Linked DNA regions of Sus scrofa: all the other regions are linked to region 2. Evidence: chromatin contacts called from public HiChIP or PLAC-seq data. All regions are on one chromosome and are shown on one strand. The core of a region is the stretch at or near the end of the contact, and the rest is flanking DNA. Distances in the headings are between cores, read along the strand shown. Region 1 overlaps LOC106506896 (a long non-coding RNA gene). Region 2 has its middle 180 kb from the start of EGFL6. Region 3 has its middle 100 kb from the start of TMSB4X. Region 4 has its middle 24 kb from the start of TLR8.

Region 1 (2,700 bases), core at 125-2,624, 330 kb after region 2:
GTCTCTGTTCTCTACTTGTTTCCTAACTCTTCTTAACACACATTATTTGGACTGTATGTTTATGCTTTTACGATGGATGTTAGAAAAGAGGTACCTTATCCCATGAGGTACTGTTTGAGAAGCGGTTTGCAATAACAAATCCTTAAGGTTTGAAGAGCAGCTAGGGTTGGTTTAAGGGCTCTCAGTCCCACCTAGTCTGTGCAGATTTTCCGAGTTACTGGGGTGTCTACTTCCTTTGTAAATTAGGATGCTTTTCTCTCCTGTGATTATCAAGGCTGATTGGTTTTGCTCTGCACTTCCCTGGAGGTCCTTGTCTTTTCTTTGGCTCACCTTCTGTTGCCCTTCCTTATTTGTAGATCATCGAAGGAGGCAAGTTTCCTTTGAATGTCATTAACACTTTGTAATTAGCCAGGAAGTTAACAAGAATACCAAATGTCCCTTTCCCATCACAGGGCCAGCCGCTGTTTTGTTTTTCTATCCTGAACTCCAAGCAGAAACTGGCCGGGATATAACTGCCCCTCTAGGCGAAGAGTGATTAATTTCATGGGGAAGTGAAATTCACCCAGCTCTTGACCTGTCCCACTCAGGACTCAGCAAGCTTTTCTTTCCAAGTGCCATGGTTAATGCCTTCATCCTGGAAAGCTCGTCAGCCCTCAGCTTCCTCCTCAAACACAAACCACGAAAGGACTACGCATTCACAGTGCCGACAGCAATGCTACTGAGAGGCAAAACGCAGGAATACCTGGGCTCTGGAATCTAGCAGACTCAAGTTCAAGGGGAGGCCTGGGTAACACCCACTTTTTTAAGTTAGGGGGTGAGGTATAACTTACATATAGTAAAATTCACCAAGGCCTGGTATTTGAACTTGCACTTTTCTGTAATCCACAGAGGAAACTCCACCACATTCAGAGTCAGGAAGTATAGACCCTGGGTACCCATCCCCTTGCCAATGTCACTTAACAGCTCTCACTTCTGTCTGGCTTCTTTTGTAAAACAGAAGAGGGGAACTAGGTGATGGTAAGCCCCCCCCCCCCCCCCGCGCGGGTTTTAAGAAGTTCGTAGTGTTCTGTTTTAAAAGACCCTGAAACAAAACTAAACCAAAAATCTTGTCTTCCCAAAAGATCCTTATCTCATGAGTGAAGTTCAGTGTTGAAAGAACTAAAGCTTCTAGAGCTCAAAGTTTTATTTTTACAGTTGCTGCTGGGAGTTTTGCTAAGCGTGTGGGAGCAGAGAGTTCCCACCCCCTGCTTTTAAGCTAACCCGCAGCCCCATTCCACTCCTCCGCCTTGGTCACCCCAGCCCTCCAGTCCAGAGGCAGTGTGAACAGGAAATCAAGTTTCTCAGAAAGTTCAGGCTACCTTGGACGGGTGCCAGATGGCGCTGGAGTAAAAGTGCCGGAGGCGGACAAAGAAGGTTCTCGTCCTCTGGTTACACAGCTCTCTCCTTACATCTCTCCCTTAAACTTCCTCAGCTTAAATGCCAAAACGTTTCTGCAGCTGGGGAAACAGTGCCGCATTCTTTGGTTGTGGCCTGGGGTATCCGTTCCACCCGTTTTTGAGCCAGACACTTTGGCGTGGCCGATCTTTCAGTTTACCTTGGCTCCCTTCTCCCAAAACCAGAGAAACGAAGCACATGCATTCCTGGGTGGACGTTTACATTTGGAACGGAAATGGGGACATTCACTCCCATAATGTAACCAATTTGGAGCTTCGGGAGGGTGTTCTCCCCAATTAAAACTCTCTGACCTGATTCCCATCATGCACCTCTTCCCCCCCTCCCGGCTTCTCCAACAGGTGGACACAAAAGCTTAATATCTGTGGGCAGTTCCAAGGGAAAGATCACCTCATTTTGTGACTCCTGGCCATTCATGGTAGCCTTGGGGGGTTGTGTGGGGTTTTTTTGTTGTTGTTTTTAAGCCCTATTGGAGAGTCGATTTTCACGGGATCTTGTTGAGTCTGACTGAGAGAAACCACACCAAAGTCTTTATCCTCCTCAGTTTATGGAAGCCGGTCCCAGTATGGGCTGCACTGTTAGGATGGCATCTGATGACCTTTTACTTTGTTCTATTATTTCTAAAGGGCACATGGTAACATACTATAATTTTTCTTTTCTTTTTTTTTTGGGGGGGGGGTGAGGACCACACCTGCAGCATGTGCAAGTTCCCAGGGCCAGGGATCAAATCTGTGCCACAGCAGTCACAATGCCAGATCCTTAAACTGCTGAGCCATCAGGGTTCTCCTAAAATATTTCACTGTGTTTATTGTTTAAAAAAGGAATGAGCACAGGGAACTATATCTAATCACTTGTGATGGAACATGATGGAGGATAATGTGAGAAAAAGAATATATATATATATGTGACTGGGTCACTTTGCTGTACAGCAGAAATTGACAGAACACTGTAAACCAACTATAATGGAAAAAAATAAAAATCATTAAAAAAAAGAAAAGGAGCATGAGAATCAAAGTGATCAGGAGAATTGACTGCTCCTCAGTAAAGCTAAAAAATGCAAAATGTCCATCTCCTTTCATTGGAATATAAAGTCAGGAGAGCTGGGATTCAGGTCTGTTTCCCCTATTTCTCTATCACCAGCACCTAGAATAATACTTGGGACTTAGAGTTGAACTGATGAAACAAAGAGACCCTTGGGCAGAGGAGGCTCTAATGACCTGGTGGCCTACATAAGCAAACCAAAATCTA
Region 2 (2,700 bases), core at 62-2,561:
TATTTTGTAAAAACCTATAAGGGAAAAGACTGAAAAAAAAAGAAATACACATACTTTTTTACATATATATATATACTTTTACATACATATGTATATGTATGTAAAACTGAATCACTGTGCTTACCACCACATTGTAAATCACCTATACTTCAATCAAAAAAGAAAAAAAAAAAAAGGCATGGGAGTTCCTGCCATGGCACAGGGGGTTGAGAATCCCACTACGGCAGCTTGGGTCACTGTGGAGACATAAATTCAACCCTCAGCCTGGCACACTGGGTTAATAGGGTCTTGCATTGCCTCAGTGGTGGCATAGGTCTCAGCTACAGCTCAGATTCAGTCCATGGCCCGTACCTTCCATGTGCCGCAGGTACAGCCATAACATTAAAAAAAAAAAAAAAAAAAAAAAAAAAAGGCACAATGCATATAATCCAGCTATTCTGCTCCTGTTCATATATCCAGAGAAGACAAAAACTCTAATTAGAAAAGATACATGAACCCCTATGTGCACAGCAGCCCTACATAGAGTAGCCAAGACACGGAAGCAACCTAAATGTCCATAAACAAATGAATGGATAAAGATGTGGTATATAAATACAATAGAATATTACCCAGTCATAAAAAAGAATGTAATAATGGAGAAGAGTCTGAAAAAGAAAACATGTAAAACTAAATCGCCTTGCTGTATACTGAAACACTGTGAATCAATTAATTCACTATACTTCAATAATAATAATAATAAAATCTCGCCCTTCCTTAGAACTTTAGCACGGGGTAGCAGAAAGGGTCAATTTTTAAATCCTTGGTTCTACCTATGTGAACTTGGGCAAATCCCTTCCCACTGTGCCTGTCAATTTCTTCATCTATAAAATGGAAAAATCTTGGACTTTGTGTAGGGGTTCCTGAAAATGGATATAAAGCACCTGGTAAGAGGTCAATAAATGACGTTTTAAAAATTATTTTTTAAAATGCACAGTGCTATCCAAGAGAATTTTCTGCAACGAGAGAAATGTTCTGTATTTGTCCCATCCAGGAGAGTAGTCCCTCACCATGGGAAATGTAGCCAGGGTGCCCAGAGACCTGACTTTTATTCAACTGAGTTTTAATCAGTACACATTTACATTTAGATAGCGCCTTGTGGCAAGGGACTTCTGGATTGGATAGCGCTGGTCTGAAGCTCTAATAGGTTATCCTGACTTTGACAAGTTTCTCATTTGTGCTTTTTAAAGCATACAGTCTAGTCAGACTGACTAGGTTCAGATCCTTGCTTCCTCTTTTGCTAGCTGTGTGACAGTGGCCAAGACATTTAACCTTTCTGAGCCTCGTAACAGTAACCACTACATCTGGAAAGGGAGTGGAGTGGGTGGCTCAGCATAGCTCACTCCTGTTAGTTCCTACATCTTGATCGCATGGTTGAAAAGGCAGATGATGTCACAAGGAAGAGCTGAGCCCCTAGTAACTAAGGTCATCACCCCAGAAATTCTGTGATTGCTTCTTTTTAATCTCTGCTCCCTGGGGCTATGGTTGATCCTTAGGAAGAGAAGCAGCAGGAAGGAGGGGGGGAGCTGAAGGAGCAGCTGTCCTCCAAAGGTGGGGCAGTTTATCAATGAGGAATGGCAAGTTCTCTGAGGTCGAATTGCCAAAGTCGCACTGTTACTAACAGACTGGGATCAAGGCAGGATCTTCCTAGCTCTAGGTCCACTTCCCCACCCCTCAAATGTGCACATTCAAATGCTGATTTCTGCCCCCACCCCAGATTCTAATTTGCACTTTTTGTCAGCATCCTGGTGGATCCTACTTTTCTGATTCTACTAGCCTATCATGCTTTGAAAAACAGGACCAAAATTCCCCTCACTCTGGCAAGAACTCCAGAGTGGAGTTACATAAAATCAGAGGTTTTCAACTAGAGGTGAGTTTGCTCCTGAGGGGGTCATGTGGGAATGACTGGAGACATTTCTGGTAGCCAAGGCTTGCAGGGGAGGTTGCCTCTGGCATCTGGTGGGCAGAAGCCACGGCTGCTGCTAAACATCCTCCAACACAGAGAACAGCCCCCACCGCCACCCCACCTCTACCACAAGGAATTTTCCAACCCAAGATGTCAATACTCCTTGGGTTAAGAAAATGTGACTTAAATAAAGCAAAGCTGGGACCTCACAGTATCCCTGAGACAGGAAACCACACCCTACAATGCAAAAAAAAAAAAAAAAAAAAAAAAATTTCCTTCTTGACTTGGTTTCAAGCAGCCCAGGTCCCAGTGATTTAGACAAATTTAAGGGAATGATTCTCAACTTTCTCAGACCCAGTGTACCTTTTTTTTTTTATATATATATATAACATATATTTTGTAACCACTCCTTTCCTATCTTGAAATGAAATTCAGACAATAAACCTAAGTATACAAATAATTTTATAAGAGCAATATAACGTTATGATTGTAATACATCAGGGAGAAATAAAAAGACAGTCTATAATAAAAGGCATTTTGATTTGTATAAAGCTACACTAGTAAAGTTGTCAGATGCCTGTGGATCAGTAGGATCACCAAGAATGCAACTACTAGAAATGCCAGTAGATACAGGTGTGTGTTACTGAAGGAAGAGAGCAGGGTCATGATTTTCCAGAACAGCGAACCACTTGTGCTAAAAGTTCTATCCCAAAGAAAACACAGTCTTCTGGTTTACACGGTAATTCGCCTCCAGAAAA
Region 3 (2,700 bases), core at 61-2,560, 290 kb after region 2:
CTATCAGTCCCTAGTACCACGTCTAACAAAGACAAAGGAAACTTACATGACTGAATTGGTAGAGCCACTTTGGAGGGCAGTCTGACAACGTGCATCAACAGCCTTAAAAGTATACCTAAAAAAAAAGTGCTTACACTTTTTGATCTTGAAATTTTTATTTCTAGGGTCCTACTTTTGGCCACTATTCAGAGACAGAGTCTAAAAATCTATGAACTGGAATTCCCCTTGTGGCTCAGTGGTAACGAATCCAACCTGTAATCATGAAGATGCGGATTTGATCCCTGGCCTCGCTCAGTGGGTTAAGGATCCGGCATTGCTGTGAGCTATGGTGTAGGTCCCAGATGCAACTCGGATGCTGCATTGCTGTGGCTGTAGTGTAGGCCAGCAGCTGTAGCTCCAATTTGACTCTAGCCTGGGAACTTCCATATGCTGCAGGTGCCCTAAAAAGCAAAGAAAAAAAAAATCTATGAACAGAGATGTGCATTACAGTGTTATTCTGGAGAAAAATGACATTTTCAGTGTCCCTCAATAGTAATTTTTGAATATATACGGCATGTTCTTACCATGAACAGAGCCATTAATAACCCATGTTGTAGGAGAAGGGGGGTAAGGTGGCTAAATTACCACATAACACAAAACAAAATTGAGTATCCAGAACGATATAGGTTTGTAAAAAAAAGAGAGAGAGAGAGAGACGGGTGTTTCTGAAACTATGTCAGGAGAGAGAAACAAACACTAAAAGGAAATACATCAAAATGTTAAGTGCAGCTTTGGCTGGCTGAGGATGAAGTTCACAAGGGCTTTTTGGTTTTGTTTTCATCACTGTGCCCTTCTGGATGGTTCGAAGTTCCCACAGGTCTTAAGGGTTGGTTTTATCATGAAAAATTCATTTAGAGAAAGAATACCCTTAATTAATTCATTAATAACATGAACATGGGAGAAAAGCAAGGCACTAATAGTCCAGTGGACACGCGCTGGAGGCTAGCATGGGCCCGAAGCCATCTGTCTCTACTCTGCTGCTTTTGGTACAGGGTCATGGGGAATCCATAGAATGTGCTCGCTGGGGCAGGGGGAGGGGAGGGGGAGGCGCTCCTTTCACACTCAGATGTGGAGCTGGGAAGCTGGCCCAGGCCTTGGCGAAGGAGGTGGCCCCTCTTGCATGCGAATTGAGGGCCGTGGGCTGCGACCATCCTCCCAGCTGTCTGAGCAAATGCAGGAATTCAGAGCTGACCAGCAAAGGAGGGCAAGAGACGAGGCCAGGGCAGCTGGTGTCCGGCGGAGACGGTCTTCTGTTTCCTGGAGTTCACACAGGGGAAGAGGAAGCCTTGCTCAACCGCAGAGCACGTTGAAGCAAACTGTGCTGAGCATGAGGAGGGGCCCCAGACCCCAGAGAGCCCCGGTCTGGGGCGCTGTGGCTGTGGCTGCTGTGCTGTTTTATCTTCAGGAAACTGCTCACCGCTCGCTCAGAATTCTGACACCACTGTTCACTGGGGGCCGGATGCCTGCCCTGAACTCACTGAACGTGTGTCCACTGTTGTTGCCCAGAAGAGCAGCCGCCACCATCCCCCGGAGAACACGCTGAGCTGAACACGCTGCGGGGCGGGGGATGGAGGAAGGTTATGTGAGCATTACACGAGGCCACATTCTCTGGGACTTGTCTCTCATGGGGACCGGCCTCAACAGGACAGGCTGCGAGCCTTCTGGCCTCCCAGACTGACTTGCCTCGGCCAGTCCCATCGGCTCCATCTCCAAGAAGAATCTTGCCAGCAGTCAGGAGGCTCCCTTCCTCGGCCCCAGCCTCCCTTGGAGGTCCCTCTGCCAAACTGGACTGCTTTGAGCCCTGGAGCTGTCCCAACCCCTCCCTAAGGCCTCGATGGAATGGCTAAGCTGAATGTGCAGTCTTCTCTGTATTGTCTTGTGGCATCTGTGGGCTGATGGATAGTCTTCCTAAATACCTAAAAATTCAAAGTACACGTTCTTCTGCCTCCTTGCTCAGCAACGGCACACAGGCAAAGCAACTGGTACCGCAGTGTGCAATCCTTCTCAGCAGGAAGCTTCTGGGGGGTCCCTGCAAGCATGTGCTAGATAGCCGTGGTTTCAGGGTAACAGCCAGGTAGGTCTGGCCACCGGAAATGTTCGCACTAGACACCCTCGCCGGCTTCTGTCTAACCCTAGTGTTAGGGAGAGGCCATCATTTTTCCACTTTGACAAAACCCGTTTGATTTCTCACACGGTATTTATTTTTTTCTGATTGCAAACCACGAAAAGGACCACAAACTGGATCCAGCTGAGGAGAAGCCGGGGCCTAGGGCCATTTCTCAGCTGCTCTTAAAGAATTCCTCAGACGGAGTCATTTTCCCTTGAGCCACAATCCCCCAAACTTCTAAAGAGACCACGTCTAGAGGAAGCATCTTGCTCTATGAAGGCAGCTGAGTGAGCCCTTCTGGGAAATGAAGCTAAATGACAATACCTTTTAGCTGCCTCCTCTTAGGAATCTGGTCTCAGTGCCAATCCATGTTATTTCTCACTATTGAAGAAGCATTAATGGCGAGTCCAAGGGCCCAAGGTTATTCGGACTCTTAGGAACCACACTTTCAGATCCCAGCGGCATCGGGTCAAGTTTTCCCCTTCCAAGGCAGACAAAGCCACCATTTGCGAGGCATACTCACAGCGCAAGCACGTTACACTTCCATTAGGAAT
Region 4 (2,700 bases), core at 55-2,554, 420 kb after region 2:
CCTTCCTTTGCAATGTTTCATGTTCTGTGACCAGAAAATCATGATGGCGTGTTCAGATTAGTGCCTAACTTGCAACTTCCGGCCACTGGAAGCTGAGCAGCTATGCAGAGCCATCCAGATGAGGTGGAGGAGCAGGGAGACCCGAAGAAGCCAAACTGTTCAGAAGGCGTTTGCTCAAACTACATCCCCTCAGCATTGCCCAAATGGACATCATTAGAAACATATTCATTTGGGCTTAAGATACTGCCGTCCGTAAACGAACCATGGAAATCTCTGGAAAGGCTAATATGTGCATCACTTATATAATGAATGTATTTATCAGATCACTTTCCAGAATTTCATTCCCCATGTATTCAACAGTTGCCCTAACATCCACTGGGCTTGGCACTTGGGGCGAAGGCGGGGGCGGGGGGGGGGGGATACAGGCGTGAGGAAATTGCGGTTCCTTGACTGCGGTTCAAGGAACTTTTGGTCTTGTTGGGGAGGGATCTGAAGCGACTAATTGTGACCGAGACAACACAAAGAAGTGCCAGGATAGGGGAGCAAAGTGCTGTCAAACATGGAAACCGAAATTGTTCATTTTGAGTGCGGTACTTGGGTGATGCTTGGACCAGTGGGTCTCCAAGCATGGTCTCCACCCAGAAGCATCAGCATCACCCGGGAGCTTGTTAGAGATGCAAATTCTCAGGCCTGCCCCGGGCTGTTTTAACAAGCCCTCCAGGTGATGCCTGCCCAAGCTGAAGACCCACTGCTTCAAAGACAAGATGATGTGGGCTGGAAAGAGGACCCAAGGGACACATGGGACTTTCATAATTAAGATGGGCGGGCATTTCTCATCCTCATCCCTTATATCCGTATGGTGATTTACACCCTAGTATGTGATCTGACCTTTACAACAGGACATGAGACAGAGAAGGAAGCGAAACAAGTTTAGATTTCAAAGCAAATAAGAACTGGGTACAAATTCTCACTCTGACACCAAGCTGTGTCAGCTGGAGCAAGACCTTTAACCTGCTTTCTTACCAGTAAATGGTTACAGTTCTGTTCTCTGTGGGGATTTTTGGTAAGGATTAAATACAGAGCTGCTGTTCACTAAATGGCTATTATTTCTATACATTATTTTTATAAACCCCTGTTGGGAGTGAGAAAACCCAAGCTTGATTGTAGTTGTGAGGCTGCCCCTTGGGTACCTGACTCAGTCCTGGGGTGGTTTCCCTCCCAGACAGTTTTCACTACAGAGGAGGCCTCTACAAGGCCTTCTCTCTAGTTACAGATTTGTCGGCATTTCTGGGTTTACCGCATGGGGAACTCTAGAGGGCGCCAATGGTTCATGAAAATGGCAGTCACTGACGCAGAGCTGGAAGCTGAGTGAATACCGAGAAGTAGCGAGAAGGTGGAGTCGCACATAAAGTGAACATATTGCTTTCTCCCCCAAACTAGCCACTTTTAGGCCATGTGCATCATTTCTACGATAAACATTAGATGACTATCTGGAATTTTCCAAATTTTATTCCGTATTTATTAAACAGCTGCTCTAAGATGCTCTAGGGAGGAGACACGTGTGGGTAACATTGTGGAATAAACCCCCTCCTGTTTTTTCCCAAGTTTAAGGACTAAAGTAAGCAACTTTTTATAATCTATACCCAATGGATGGAGATTTGAACTCTAAGAATTTAGTAAGTTTTTTTTCTCTACAGGTGGAGCATATAAACTGGCATCCAGTGGGTAGAGACCAGGGATGCTGCTAAACATGCTACAGTGCACAGGACAGCCTCCTCCAACGGAATAGTCTACAGTCCAAAATGCCAGCAGTGCCAAGGTTGAGAGATCCTGCGCTAAAGATTCTCACCATCACCCCAAAGTCAACACATCAAAGATGAAGACTTGCATTCCCCAAGTTTACCAGATCTTTTTAAAATTTTTATTTTTAGGGCCCCTTTTGTGGCATATGCAAGTTCCCAGGCTAGGGGTTGAATCTGAGCCATATATGTGGCCTACACCACAGCTCGTGGCAATGCTGGATCCTTTGCCCACTGACCGAGGCCAGGGATTGAACCGACATCCTCATGGATATTAGTCAGATTCTTAACCCGCTGAGCCACAATAGGAACTCCTACCAGATTTTACAAATGTTGCTTCATTGTCTTCCCAACTCTGTCAGGCTAAAGCCTTTCACATTCCCTGGAAACCTTCCTGTGCTTTGCTCCATAAATCTATTTGGTCTCCAAGGTGTGTGGATTTTTGCCTATTTTGAATTCACGGCTTGCCATTCTCCCCAGGCAAGTATTACTATCCAGTATCCTTTGTCCAGGATCGTCTCTGCTGGCTTTGTTCTCCTGGGGTTCAGGAATCCTGCACTTACCTCTTCTAGTCTCTGTGTCCAGCACTGTGCCCAATGGGTGGCCTATTTAGCAAGAAATATCTAGGAGTCTTTAGGGAGAAAGATTTCTGGCTCAATACAAACACAAATTTCTAACAAACAAAAAAAGTATACATAGAATTTAAAGGCATTTTTTAATGTGTATGTTATTATGGCAAATTAAATGTGCTTCATAAAGGAAGGATCAATATGTGGACATAAATTTTAAACTTTCTTTTGGAAGCTCTGCTCAATCATCATTGTAATGTACTTCCTATCTCTTAATTTGTTTATAGACCTGTCACACACTAAGTCCTAGAGACCATAGGTAATGTATGGGT

The links. HiChIP or PLAC-seq counts read pairs in DNA pulled down with a chosen protein or histone mark.
Region 1: an H3K27ac HiChIP or PLAC-seq map of alveolar macrophages shows a contact between it and region 2. The contact joins two enhancer-like sites. A contact is called at or near these places in 1 of 47 Hi-C or Micro-C datasets (embryonic fibroblasts) and 2 of 2 datasets of contacts at active chromatin or transcription factors (alveolar macrophages and skeletal muscle).
Region 3: a contact with region 2 is called in an H3K27ac HiChIP or PLAC-seq map of alveolar macrophages. The contact joins two enhancer-like sites. A contact is called at or near these places in 1 of 5 promoter capture datasets (liver), 3 of 47 Hi-C or Micro-C datasets (alveolar macrophages, blood and embryonic fibroblasts) and 1 of 2 datasets of contacts at active chromatin or transcription factors (alveolar macrophages).
Region 4: a contact with region 2 is called in an H3K27ac HiChIP or PLAC-seq map of alveolar macrophages. The contact joins two enhancer-like sites. A contact is called at or near these places in 1 of 5 promoter capture datasets (liver), 19 of 47 Hi-C or Micro-C datasets (adipocytes, alveolar macrophages, blood and 11 more) and 2 of 2 datasets of contacts at active chromatin or transcription factors (alveolar macrophages and skeletal muscle).

Annotation. Positions count from the first base shown.
Region 1 is chrX:9,706,440-9,709,139 of Sscrofa11.1, reverse strand. All of the region lies in intron 2 of LOC106506896 (a long non-coding RNA gene), which reads right to left. Among named protein-coding and RNA genes, the nearest start is that of TMSB4X, 57 kb to the right of the region's middle. Within about 2 kb of position 1,374, at least 28 of the 83 cell types and tissues checked have an H3K27ac peak or open chromatin away from gene starts, as enhancers often do. A contact at or near this core is called in alveolar macrophages, where this site is marked.
Region 2 is chrX:10,039,677-10,042,376 of Sscrofa11.1, reverse strand. No RefSeq gene overlaps it. Among named protein-coding and RNA genes, the nearest start is that of EGFL6, 180 kb to the left of the region's middle. Within about 2 kb of position 1,311, at least 1 of the 83 cell types and tissues checked has an H3K27ac peak or open chromatin away from gene starts, as enhancers often do. A contact at or near this core is called in alveolar macrophages, where this site is marked.
Region 3 is chrX:9,750,856-9,753,555 of Sscrofa11.1, reverse strand. No RefSeq gene overlaps it. Among named protein-coding and RNA genes, the nearest start is that of TMSB4X, 100 kb to the right of the region's middle. Within about 2 kb of position 1,310, at least 29 of the 83 cell types and tissues checked have an H3K27ac peak or open chromatin away from gene starts, as enhancers often do. A contact at or near this core is called in alveolar macrophages, where this site is marked.
Region 4 is chrX:9,623,600-9,626,299 of Sscrofa11.1, reverse strand. No RefSeq gene overlaps it. Among named protein-coding and RNA genes, the nearest start is that of TLR8, 24 kb to the right of the region's middle. Within about 2 kb of position 1,304, at least 6 of the 83 cell types and tissues checked have an H3K27ac peak or open chromatin away from gene starts, as enhancers often do. A contact at or near this core is called in alveolar macrophages, where this site is marked.